Regions from separate parts of the Pan troglodytes genome. Here region 1 is linked to region 2. Evidence: chromatin contacts called from public HiChIP or PLAC-seq data. All regions are on one chromosome and are shown on one strand. Each heading gives the region's core, a stretch centred on a gene start, on an enhancer-like site or on the middle of the called end of the contact. The rest is flanking DNA. Distances are from core to core; before and after follow the strand shown. Region 1 holds the start of IDH2 (isocitrate dehydrogenase (NADP(+)) 2). Region 2 holds the start of AP3S2 (adaptor related protein complex 3 subunit sigma 2).

The links. HiChIP or PLAC-seq counts read pairs in DNA pulled down with a chosen protein or histone mark.
Region 1: a contact with region 2 is called in an H3K4me3 HiChIP or PLAC-seq map of stem cell-derived excitatory neurons, with 2.7 times the contacts expected there. The contact joins the promoter of IDH2 here to the promoter of AP3S2 in region 2. A contact is called at or near these places in 2 of 7 Hi-C or Micro-C datasets (induced pluripotent stem cells and stem cell-derived neural progenitor cells) and 1 of 1 datasets of contacts at active chromatin or transcription factors (stem cell-derived excitatory neurons).

The regions. Positions count from the first base shown.
Region 1 is chr16:81,890,385-81,897,408 of NHGRI_mPanTro3-v2.0_pri, forward strand. It overlaps IDH2 (isocitrate dehydrogenase (NADP(+)) 2), which reads right to left and starts at 5,460. Exons shown (of 11, transcript XM_510589.9): 1 at 5,207-5,460. The coding sequence starts at 5,321.
Region 2 is chr16:81,684,798-81,691,113 of NHGRI_mPanTro3-v2.0_pri, forward strand. AP3S2 (adaptor related protein complex 3 subunit sigma 2) reads right to left here and starts at 2,447. Exons shown (of 6, transcript NM_001242425.2): 1 at 1,986-2,447. The coding sequence starts at 2,054. LOC112205653 (U7 small nuclear RNA) reads left to right here and starts at 5,644; the gene lies at 5,644-5,705.

The DNA.
Region 1 (7,024 bases), core at 4,210-6,709, 210 kb after region 2:
AGCAATGTTCACAACAGCAAAAGATAGAAGCAACCCACGTGTCCATCACAGATGAATGGATAAAGACAATGTGATACAGTCCCCCCTTATCCAAGGTTTTATTTCCATGACATCAGTTACCTGTGGTGTCAGTTACCCACAGTCAACCATAGTCTGAAAATAGGTGAGTACAGTACAGTAAGATATTTTAAGAGATCACATTCATGTAACTTTCATTACAGTATATTGTTATAATTGTTCTATTTTATTACTAGTTATTATTGCTAATCTCTTACTGTTCCTAATTCATAAATTAAACTTTATCATAGATCTGTATGTATAGGAAAAAACATAGTATCTACAGGCTTTGCAGTTTCAGGTATCCACTGGGGGTCTTGAAATGCATCCTCCAAGGATAAGGGGGACTACTGTTATCTACATACAATGGAATATGATTCAGCCTTGAAAAGAAGGGAAATTCTGACACCTGCTACAAAGTGGATGAACCTGGGGGGCATTATGCTAAGTGAAATAAACCAGTCACAAAAGACAAATACTATAGGCTTCTACTTACATGAGGTACCTAGAATAGTCAAATTCACAGAAACAGAAAGTAAAAAGGTGGTTGCCAGGGACTGGGGACGGGAAATGGGGAGGTATTGTTTAATGGGTAGAGAGTTTCGGTTTTGCAAGGTGACAAAGTTCTGGTGATGGATGGTGGTAATGTCTGCACAACAGTGTGAATGTACTTAACAATACTGTACACTGAACGATGACTAAGATGGTAAGTTTTATACGTTTTTTACCAAAATAATAAAAATTTAAACCAGTCAAAAAAAATCAGGAGATTTTATATAAAAATCTAGAAATGCAGCAGGCACTCACTCATGGCAAGGATGGGCTGGGCTGAAGGCGGCCTCTCCCTTCATTCCATGACAGCCAAGTGCCCTCCAGTGTGGCCCAGGGCACTGGAGTTTGAGACCCCTGTCTGCTGTTCAGCCTGTATGGTGGAGATACAGCCATGGTCTGCCCTTCTCTGGGAGATAAGTGGTGACAAGCTACCTGAAATACACAGAGCAGCAGCTAGGCCTCCCTGAAAACCTCCGAAGTGACAGCCACCACGAATCTTCAGCTGATGCATTGCACAAACACTGTCCTCTTGGCGAGAGCGCAGGATGGAATTACACCAGTCACCAGAGGCACGTTAGGCCGACTCTCCTCCCTGTCTGGGGCTCCTAGCACCCAATACCAAGTAAGGATTTCAAAACACATCCCTGGCTTCTTGCTGCTCCCAGCAGGAGGCTAGAGGTCCAGCCGCAGGCAGCCAGTCCCAGGCATAACTGCTCCCTCCACATTCCTACCCATGCTCTCAGCAGAGAGGCTGCTCAGTCAGCATGTCCCAGCAAAAGATCAGAGAGTGGGGAAAGGTTCCAATTCCTGGGGGCTCAAGAAGGCAGGACAGCAATTTTGTATATTTTATGTATGTATGTATGTATGTATGTATGTATTGAGACAGAGTCTCACTCTGCCGCCTACACTGGAGGGCAGTGGCGTGATCTCGGCTCACTGCAAGCTCCACCTCCTGGGTTCAAGCAATTCTCCTGCCTCAGCCCCTGAGTAGCTGGGACTACAGGCGCCTGCCACCACACCCAGCTAATTTTTGTATTTTTAGTAGAGACCGGGTTTCACCATGGTGGCCAGGCAGGTCTCGAACTCCTGGCCCCAACTGATCCGCCTGCTTCGGTCTCCCAAAGTCCTGGGAGCCACCGCACCCGGCCAGAACAGCCATTTTGGAACAAACTCTAGTAGATTCCTTGGTGTCATCCTTCATTCCTTCCGTTCTCTCACATCCACATCCAAACCACCAAAACCAGAAGCCACCCTCAGACAAGCCCACCCTTACCATAAGTGAGTGCCTGCTGCGTATCTAGATTTTTATGTAAAATCTCCTGAATTGGAACCTTTCCCCACTACTGGCTCTTCCTTCAAAATATATCCAGAATCCAACCACTTCTTCACCATCCCCAGCGCCACCACCCAGGTCCAAGCCATCATCCTCTCTTGCCAGGTCCCTGAAGCTAGAATGCTCCCGATAAGATGGAAATCAGGTAACAACACTCCTCTCAAAACCCTGCAAAGTAAAAGCCAAAGCTCTCAAAAATGGCCTGTGAGCCCTCTACAGACCCCACTGCCGAACCTCATCCTGTCACTCCACCTGGTGCCTGCTGAGCCAGCCTTCGCACCATCCACTCTGCTCTTCCATCATGCCCTTGGCACCTGCAAGTCCCTCTTCCCCCAATACCGAAAATGGCCTGCTTCCTCCCCTCCTCAGCGATTCCTTCAGTGAGGACTTTTCTGGCTGCCCTATACAAACTTTTGTGCACACACCTTTCTTGCCTGTTTCTCCTTAGCTCTTTTTTGGGGGAGAAGGGGGAGGCAGGGTCTTGCTTTGTCACCCAGGCTAGACTGCAGTGGCACAATCGTACCTCACTGCAGCCTTGACCTCCTGGGCTCAAATGATCCTCCTGAGTAGCTAAGACCACAGACATGCACCATCGTGCCTGGCTAATTTTATTTTTTATTTTTGTAGAGATGGGGTCTCACTATATTGCCCAGGCTGGTCTGGAGCTCCCAGCCTCAAGCAATCCTCCCACCTCAGCCCCCCAAAATTCTGGGATTACAGGTGTAAGCCACAGTGCCTGGCCTTCCTTAGCTCTTGTACCCATATATCATACTAGTCAACATCTATCTTGCTTACTGTCTGCCCCCTCCCACATCAGAATTTGAGCTGCTAAGGGTTTTGAAAGAGTCTCTGCTGGTTTTATTCCCAGCTCTATCCCCAGCACCCGGCATGGTGTCTGGCACAAAGTAGGAGTATACTACTTTTGTCAAAGACATAAATAAAGGTCAAGTTGAAGTCAACTCCATCTGTGGTCAGGGCTGCCCTGCCCTCACCTTCTGTTTCACGGAATGTGCTTCCTCCCCTCTCACCCATCTGGTATGCATTGCCACACAGGGGCCAGTGAGTTCTTACCAGCAGCCTGCACCAGATGTACACGGGTGGCATCTCTCTCCAGCAATAGGCCCCATGCCCTGAAGAAGCTTACAACCTACAGTGTACTAATATTTGCAATCTGCTGGTATTTTTAACATGGGTTTACAGAGTATAAACCCCAGGGAAGGCCACAGACCCTGGCTTCCAGTAATCTGAGAGCAGTTTCCAGCACCTCATGCCCTGAATGGAACCAGCCCAAGGGCCCTCAACTTCACACAGAAGATCTGGGAGCAGGCCTCAGCCATTCCAAAGAGGCTTTTCCTCAGTACCTACTAGGCCTAAACACAACCACCCCAATCAGCTCTGGCAGGGCAGCTAGGGCCTTATCTGACGTGGCAGAAAGATCTGCACACTTAAGGGGCAAGAATTAAGAAGTTTCGGGTTAGGAGTGAAAGAAGGCTAGATAAGTAATTCTGCCACTGAGCCGTTCACAGAACTGGTCCGCACTGCCCCAAGCTCTAACTTACCAGAAACATCACCAACAGTCGCTGGAAGCCTATGGCGTTGCAAAATAGGAAAAGATGCGTGCAGGAATTACCAGGCAGCAAAGACACGGGGCTCTTTTAGCCCCAAAATATTCTTTCCTTGTCATCAAGAGGAATGCCAAGGATTCTGTCTCCAGCTGCGTTGCCAGGTAACAAGCTGGCAGAGTCGCAACTGTATGGTCTGATGTCCAACTCCAACACCAAGCAATTTCCCCATTCATAACCAACCCACATGGGGACTTCTAGAAGGGCCTGCAACTGACTGCTTTTTCTGTATCCAAATTCAGGACCCTTAAAAGGGGCTTTGTGTTCCTGTTTGTGTGTGTTTTTCGGGTTGTTTGTTTCGTTTCTTTTTTTTTTTTTTTACCATCAAGGCAGAAAAAAAGGGAGAATTAAAGAATGTGGCTAACTTCCACCATATTTTTGCTGAAGGTGGTGTGCTATATGGGAATCTTTGGGTCCTGGGGCACTTGGAACCTGGGAGTTGTTGGGCAGATCCCTGAGGTAGATTCCCAGAGGTACAAAAGCAGACATGCCCCTTTCTCCTTGGCAGGGAAGGTAGGACTGGGGCCCAAGCCTCCCTACCCCCCGGCTCTAGTCAGCTGCTCCCACAATCCGGTTAACCATTACCTCCTCTGGCCAGGTCAGGGCCGGCGGGCCCCACCCCCTCTTCCTCACTCTCCTGGCTCACTGCAAGGGGCTCCTGGCCAGATTAGGATAGGGGTTTCCATGGCAACAGGCATTAGGCAGGGCCAAGGGACCTACATTGTTCCCTGCCTTTTGTAGCTGTGTTGGGTAGCCAGGGTGAGGGGGCAGGCCGATGCCCACACGCCAGGCAAGGCAGCCTGCGTTGGCAACGGAGGCTCGGGCTAAGTCTTGCTTATTACGACCCGACTACTGTCTTCCCTCCTAAGCAGGGAACTAAGGGTACCCAGAAGCCGTGGGAACGATTCCGCAAAGTGACATTTTGCGCGGGCTGCCAGGTCTCTGCAGCGAGTGAGCCAGGCAGGGAGGGCATGTGCCTGCCAAGGCAGGTCAAGTCAAGGAGAGGCCCCAGGATGGAGCCTCAAGTGCAGCGATGAAGGCGAAGGGGTGGGGGTGGGGGCGGCCAAACAAAAGGGGAAAATTAAAAAGGACGCTCCTCCAGCTGTCGTGTAAAAGGCTCCAAAAATAGCTGACGTGGGCCTGGTATCAGCGCGCGCCTGGCTGAAAAGGAAGGGGAAGTGCATGTCTCCCGCCTCCCAGCCTTTGTCTGAGCAGGGGCCGAGCCACGACCCTCCCTCTCGCCAGGAGAGCGCGCGGGGTGCTCCAGCCCCCCACGGGTGCTCGTCTCGTTCCAGGGGCGCAGGGCGGGCAGGCCACCCTTCGGGTCCGGGACACTCTCAGGACCCCCTCCCGAAATACCTAGGGGCGCGCGGCAGCTCCGAGCCCCCGCCCGCGCAGAACTGGCCGTCGCCCGGGCCACCAGTTGCCACCGTCCCTCAAGTCCCCACCCCAGCGCCTGGCACGGCCGGGAAGCGCCGGGCGGGGGAGCGCGGAGCGAAGCTGCCCCCCGGCCCTTTGTGCGCCTGACCCCGCCGTCCCCGGGCTGCGGGCTGGCGGGACGTGCTTCCCGGCCCCAGCCTGGGAAGCCGCCACGTCGCAGCTGGGGGCGCGCGCCTGCCTGGACCCTCCGCGCGGCACTCACAGTGGCGCCGCGGCTGCTCTTGCGAGGTGGGGGCTGTCAGGGCCGCCGGCGCCCAGGCCGGCCGCGAGCCTGAGGCTCTGCAGAGCGAGCGCACGACCCGCAGGTAGCCGGCCATCCCAAGCTGGAGAGCGAACGAGCAGGGCGGGAGAGGTCCGAGCGCGCGCCGCTCCTCCCGGCTGCCTGGCCGCGGGCTAACGCTGGGCCTGGCGGGCGCGGGCCGCGCGGGCACCACCGGGGCGGGGCTGCCGGGCCCGCCGCCCCATTGGGCCTTGCCGGAGAGGAGGCGGGGCCAGGGCCGCCGACGCCTCCAGCGTCCCGCGGGAGCCGGGACCCGGCGGCCAGGCCCGGCTGGTGCTTCTCTGGGCGCCGCTGAAAGCCCAGCTCTGCAGGAGCTACAGGCGTGAGACCCACCGGGACCCGCGAGCGGAATCAGGGCTGGGGGAATAGCAGAGCCGCTTGCGAGGCTGACCCTCTCCAGGATGCCCCATGTAAACCTGGATGTCAGTTTCTGACGCTTTAGCTTAAACCCAAAGGCCAATCTGAGCGAACTCTTGCTTCCCTCGCCTGCCGGGCTGAACCCAAAGGCGCATTAGCCCAGTGCGGCTGCTTCATTCTTGAGCTAAGACCACCGGCGGCGTCTGCGCCTCCGCGAGTCCGCTGTCACGTCCAGCTGGTGTAGAGAGAGTTGAAATCTCACTTTGGGCCGGGCGCGGTGGCTCACGCCTGTAATCCTAGAACTTTTGGGAGGTCGAGGCAGGCGGATCACTTGAAGTCAGGAGTTCGAGAACAGCCTGGCTAACATAATGAAACCCCTGTCTCTACTAAAAATACAAAAATTGGTCGGGCATGGTGGCGCGCGCCTGTAATCCCAGCTACTCAGGAGGCTGAGGCGGGAGAATCACTTGAACCTGAGAGGCAGAGATTGCAGTGAGCTGAGATCATGCCACTGCACTCCAGCCTGGGCAACAGAGTGAGACTCCGTCTCAAAAAAAAAAAAAAAAAAAAAAAAAAAACCACGAAAAAAGAAATATGATTGGACCAGAAGGCCAATAACCTGAGTGGGGAAACCCAGCAAGTCCTGTCCGTGTAGATTCTTCTTGACCTTTCTCTGCAGCATTCCTTCCTTCTGAGTACGGGGCAGGACTCTCTCTGGGATGGAGGGGTCTTAGGACCTGCAAGTAAACAAGGTAGGTCAGATAATTTATGGCCAGTTTTTACCCAGAAATGTGTGGGAGAAAGTTAGAGTAATATTTTTGGGTTCGATGTCTGGCTTTGGGGGAGAAGGGCTCTGGTTTCTATGACCTGCCTTGAGGAAGAAGGATTCCAGTTTCTATGGCTGGCCTCGGAGGAGAGTGAGGGGCCAAAGACGGGAGGGAGGGAGAGGGTCAGAGAGAGCTGCTCCTGAGGCCTGCATTTTGGGGTATTGTTTTCTGAGACCCTAGAGTAGTCAAACAGCCTCAGTAGAAAGTTACATTTTTGCCTGTTCGCATATAAAAGATGGGTTTGTTTGTTTGTTTTAATTAAAAATAGAGATGGGGGGATCTCACTATGTTGCCCAGGCTGGTCTCCAGCTCCTAAGCTTAAATGATCCTCCCGCCTCGGCCTTGCAAAGCACTGGGATTACAGGTGTGAGCCACTGCACCTGGCCACAAAAGACAGTTGTAATTGATTCTGCCACAAACAAAGTTTCTCTCTTCATCTGTTTTCTTAAACTAAGACACCAGCTGAGGGCTGGGTTTTATTTGGAAAAACCTGACCTCTTTCCCTTCTCTGCTTTCCCAGTCACGCTAATTCACTCCAAATAGGAGCAACCTTTCT
Region 2 (6,316 bases), core at 1,197-3,696:
CAAGAGAAATGAAGTCATAAGTCCACATAAAAACTTGCACAAGAATGTTCATAGCAGCATTAATTAGAAGAGCCAAAAAGCAGAAATATCAACTTATAAATTGACAATCAAAATATGGCATATCCATATAATGGAATATTATTCAGCAATAAAAGAAATGAAGAAGATCAGATACATGCTACAACATGGATGAATCTTGAAAACATTATACTACATGAAACATGGCAGACACACAAAAAACCACTTATTTATGATTCCATTTATAGGCAACGGAATAGGCAAATTCCATTTGCCATTCTGGAACTGGCAAATTTAGAGGGAAAGAAACTCTCTGGGGCTGGGAGAGTCATGGAGAAATAGGGAGTGACTGCTAATGGGCAGAGGTTTCTTTTTGGGGTGATGAAAATGATCTAAAGTTGATTGTGGTGATGGTTACACAGCTTCCGTGAACATGCTAAAAAACACTGAATTGTCCCCTTTAAATAGGTAAACTGGGGCTGGACACAGTGGCTCATGCCTGTAATCCCAGCACTTTGGGAGGCTGAGTCCGGTGGATTGCTTGAGCCCAGGAGTTCAAGACCAGCCTGGGCAACATAGAAAGACCCCGTCTCTATAAGTAAATAACATAAAATAAATAAGTAAACAGTATGGCATGTTAGTTTTATCTCAATAACCCTGTTAGAAAAAAACTAGGGGGGAAATTTGCATACACACAAATGCAAATACAAATAGTTACGCTGAATACTCATATACATACATATATATATATACTTTTTTTTTTTTTTTTTTTTTTTGTGATGGAGTCTCGCTCTTTCGCCCAGGCTGGAGTGCAGTGGCGCTATCTTGGCTCACTGCAAGCTCCGCCTCCCGGGCTCACGCCATTCTCCTGCCTCAGCCTCCTGAGTAGCTGGGACTTGGAGGTGCCCGCCACCGCGCTTGGCTAATTTTTTGTATTTTTAGTAGAGACGGGGTTTCACCGTGTTAGCCAGGATGGTCTTGATCTCCTGACCTCGTGATCCGCCCGCCTCGGCCTCCCAAAGTGCTGGGATTACAGGCGTGAGCCACCGCGCCCGGCCTGAATACTCATATTTTTACCTCGATGTAATCTACTTAATAAAATGTAATCTAGCTTTAAAAATCTTATGAAGGAGTAAAATTATTTTTTCATTTCTAATTGACAAAAGACAATAAAAGTCTGAAAAGGGTTTATTAACTTGTCAACAGACGCAAGAGTAGAAAAGGTGGAGCTGAAGCCTGAACACGTTTTCTGGCACTTTCCCCTCTTCAGTTCCACCAGTCCCCCAATTATGTAACATTTTGAAACCCTGCCATGAATAAATATAATCTTCGAAGACAGGAAGCAAATACTGATGTTTATGTGTTTGCAAAGGAACGTGTTGGGAAAATTCAAATTTACGTAATCACTTATTGAGCCCTTATGCGGCAGCATTTATAATTTCTCATCATTTTTCCACTTTTAAACTGATTTTCTTCAACCCTAAGAGTGAAGGGTATCTAGTCTCAGCCAACACTGAAGCAAAATAATTCCAAAAAAAAAAAAAGAACTTTTCCAGTTCTGGCTATAACAAAAACTTTCAGAAACTTAATATTTCTTCCTCATGAAACTGTGGTCAACAACCAAAAAGATGACAGAATGTGACTTCAATCACTCAAGTTCTCATCGAGGCACACTCCCCACTGTCGCTTCTATCTCGTTCCCAGAGACTCACGGGAAAATGTCACAAAATGGCACAGAAATGCCAGGATCAAGAAAAGGGTCAGCGAGAGCGGGGCAGTAGGGCGGGAGACAGAAGGCCTGGCACCAGCCTGCGCCTAGGTTAAATGCTTAAGTAGGGTGAGGGTCATGCTCGGTGCAGGAGCCCCAGGTGACCAAGGAGCGGTGCCCCCAGGCGCCGAGAGGCCAAAGAGGAGGGAAGACATAGTGGGCGCCCTGAAGGGGCGTGGTGAAGCCGGGCCGCACTCACGAAACGCTGGTAGAAGCGGACTAGCCGTGGCTTCCCATGGTTGTTGAAAACCAGAATCGCCTGAATCATCTTTGCCAGCCACGGTTCTCTCAGCACCGGCTACTCCCAGAAAGCTCCTCCTTCCGCCACAACACGGTCACTTCCGGTTGGTGCGCTGCTGAGAGCGGCACTCGGAAACTTGGCCCCGGCGCTCACGAGCCCTAGCACCCAAGGGTCCGGCCTCTCTGACGCCTTGGAGGGCAGGTGCGGATGCCGAGGAGAGTGGTCACCTCGGCCAGCGTTGGTGGGCCAGTCAGGATGCGAATCCGGATCTGTGTCCCTCGCCCAGACCGACGGGTGGCCCCAGAAGCCGAAACGACCGTCAGCCGGGTTGCCAAAACGGAGAGGCGGCGGGAGCTTGCTTTTCTCACCGCCCGCTCCAAATCATGCACTCCCGCCATCCCCTTAGCGCTCGCAGAACGTTCCGCGGAGTGGAGACGCCGGTCATTCGGCCGTTCGTCGGTTAAGGAACATTTCGTTCATTTTTATTTTTCAGTATTATAATGCTGCAGTGAATTACGTAGCTGTCTCTCCGTGCAGATGGGCTGTTCCTCTATGGTAGACGGTGAATGGTGGAATTAAGGAATTTTTAGTGCATTTCCATTTAAAATCCCAAATCGATCAAGTTCTTATTTTTGTTTGTTCTTTTAATGACCCAGTGTGGGTGAAGTGGAGCACGTCCGTATACTGCAGATGGAGCAGCGGATACAGATGCAAATCGATCCAGAGGACTGTTTGGCGATATGGATCAGAAGCCTTTAAAATATATAACAGTCCGGGCGCGGTGGCTCACGCCTGTAATCCCAGCACTTTGGGAGGCCGAGGCGGGCGGCTCACTTGAGGTCAGCAGTTCGAGACCAGCCTGGCCAACATGGTGAAACCCCGCCTCTACTAAAATTACAAAAATTAGCCGGTTGTGGTGGCGCGCGCCCGTAGTCCCAGATACTTGGGAGACTGAGGCAGGAGAATGGCTTGAACCCGGGAGGCGGAGGTTGCAGTGAGCTGAGATCACACCACTGCACTCCAGCCTGGGTGACAGATATATATATATATAACATTAGACTCAGCGTTTCCAGCTCTAGAATTTATGATAAAATGATTGTGGATGTGTGAAAAGATTTAGCCTCAGGAACATACATTTCTGCCAGAGTATCTTCAGAACAGTAAAAAAAAGAAGAAAAATATATATGTCTCAGCAGTGTTATTACAGGGGAAAATGGGAAGAAAATTATTACAAAAATGAGAAATTGGTTAAGTGCATTGTTCTACATTGAATATGAGAAATATTAAATAGATAATAAAAATCATGCTGGGAAAGATTTATGATACGGAAGTGTTCATGACACCTGTTAAGCTAAAAGATTACACAAAGTATGTACAGGGACAACCCACTTTCCTCAAGATTGGAGGCAAATACACCAAAATATGAATCATGTATCTGATGGAATGGCAGAGTCAGGGTGTTTGATCTGTACAGGACCCTGGAACCACACTGCCCTGATTCAAAGCATGGTTCTGCGGACTGCCTGGGCACCCTGGGCAAGTTTCCCCATCTGTAGAAAAGGTGTAATATCAGTTTCCTAAACTGGAAAACTGGAAAATGAGTCTACTGACTTCAGACAGTTGTTATAAACACAAAGGGAGTTAGTATAATATTTGTAAGCACTTGGACAGTGCATGGCACATAACTGAGTACCACATAAATGATTTAAAAACATCTTTGGGTGGTAGGATTATCAAGTTTTCCTTTTTTTCCTTCAAAGAAATATGTACTACTTTTGCAGCCAGAGTTCTGGGGTTTGCTTGTTTGTTTTTCAGAGATAGGGTCTTACCCAGGTTGGAGTGCAGTGGCACAGTCATACCTCACTGTAACCTCAAACTGCTGGCCTCAGGCAATCCTCCAGCCTCAGCCTCCCAAACCGCCACTACGCCCAGTCCAGTTTTTTGTTTGTTTGAGATGGAGTCTCACTCTGTTGCCCAGGCTGGAGTGCAGTGGCACAATCTTGGCTCACTGCAACCTCCGTCTCCCGGGTTCAAACAATTCTCCTGCTTCAGCCTCCCCAGTAGCTGGGATTATAGGCACATGCCACCATGCCCAGCAAATTTTTTTATTTTTAGTAGAGATGGGGTTTCACCACATTGGCCAGTCTGGTCTCAAACTCCTGACCTCAAGTGATTCACCCATCTCAGTCTCCCGAAGTGCTGGGATTACAGGCGTGAGCCACTGCGCCCGGCATGGCCCAGTTTTTAAATAAATAAAAACCAAAAGTCAATTGCACTGAAACTTGATAAAATGTTTAAAATGTTGAGGAAGAATATCAAAGAAAATTCTGAAACAGAATTATGAAGAAGAACTAGCTCTGCCAACTATGAAAACCTACTTTGATGGTTCAAATTGTAATTATAGGAAGACTAACTGAAATATTATGAATAATTTAGGCACAAAATAATTTTAATATGTGATGTAGGAGTGGGAAGGAATTCAGTAAATACTATTAGGATAACTGGTTAGCAATTTGAAAATAAGTAGTTAGGTATAAAACCAGATAATAACCTAAACAGAAGAAAACGAAATTGAATAAGATCCAAAAATCTGTATTAGCTTAGAAGCAATAAAAATCACAAAACATCAACAGATATATAAAGTTTTTTTATAAAAAGAATTAATGGAAAAATCATTGTTAAAATATGGCAAATGGTTATATTTAAAATGCAAATAACTGATAAACTAAAAAGATAACACTCCCCATCTCCCCAGTAGATAAATGGACAAAAGAATGAATAACAAAAGGAGAAATACAGCTAGGAAAAGGAAAAAATGTTTAAGCTCACTATAAGTGGGGGAAAGGCAAATTAAAATATATTCAAATATTATTTTCACCTCATCAAAAATCATTTTAAAAATGTTTTCATACCCAGTTCTCACAAGGGCAGCATAAAAATGGTTCTCCCCTACATTGCTGGTGAAATTATGGTTCAGAACAACCCTTTTGGGAAGCAATTTGGCAATATAACAAGAACTTTGCAAAAGATTTCTAGATTCTCAGTAATATGACTCCTGGGCATCTGTTCCTAAAGAAATAACCCAAAAATATAGTTAGAGGTGGAGAATTAAGAGAACTATATAATTTTCAACATTTTTGGAAACATTAATTCTGTTAGCCACACAGGGATCAATTTTAAATATCCAAAAGTTGGACCATGACAGAACTATCCAATGGTAGCAATCTTAAAAATAATGGTTACAGGTGGGCGTGGTGGCTCACGCCTGTAATCCCAGCAATTTGGGAGGCTGAGGCGGGAGGATCACTTGAGATCAGAAGTTCAAGAAAAGCCTGGCTGACATGGTGAAACCCCGTCTCTACTAAAAATACAAAAACTAGCCGGGCGTGGTGGCGTGTGCCTGTAATCCCAGCTACTCGGGAGGCTAAGGTAGCAGAATAGCTTGAACCCGGGAGGCAGAGGTTGCAGTGGGCCAAGATCGCGCCATTGCACTCCAGCCTGGGCAACAAGAGCAAAACTCCATCTCAAAAAAAAGAAGAAGAAAAATGGTTACAAAGACTATGCAGCAATATGGAAAGTGATTATGTGTGGGCATAGTGTTACAACAACTACCTATAAGCATTACAGATGTTTCAGAATTTGTCTAGCAGGTTTTCCAGTTTGTACCAGAAAACCCCTATGCAAATTTACAAAAACCAAAACTATGTACACAAATTACATGCTAAAAAACCCAAACACTAAAAATTATGAACATAACTGTGTGAAACTATGAGTCTTTTTTTCCCCTTTAAATATATTTCCTAAATGCATTGCTATTTGTGGAGATTAGTTTAGTCCCTCAAAAAATTTTCCCATAATGTCCGGCACTGTGGCTCATGCCTGTATTCCCAGCACTTTGGGAGGCTGAGGAGGGTGGATCACCTGAGGTCAGGAGTTCGAGACCAGCCTAGCCAACATGGTGAAATCCCATCTCTACTAAAAATACAAAATTAGCTAGTCGTGGTGGCGCAGGCCTGTAATCCCAGCTACTTGGGATTACAGTAATCCTCCTGCTGAGGCAGGAGAATCTCTTGAACCTGGGAGGTGGAGGTTGCAGTGAGCCGAGATTGAGCCATTGCACTCCAGCCTGGGCAACAAGAGTGAAATTCCATCTCAAAAAAAAAAAAAAAAGAAAGAAAAAAAATTTCCCATATGAATGAAGCTCAGAGGATTTGCTTGGTTCTGTTTGAAGATACAAAATAACTGTAATTTCCATCATTAGGCCCATGGTGAAAGGCAAGCTGGACACT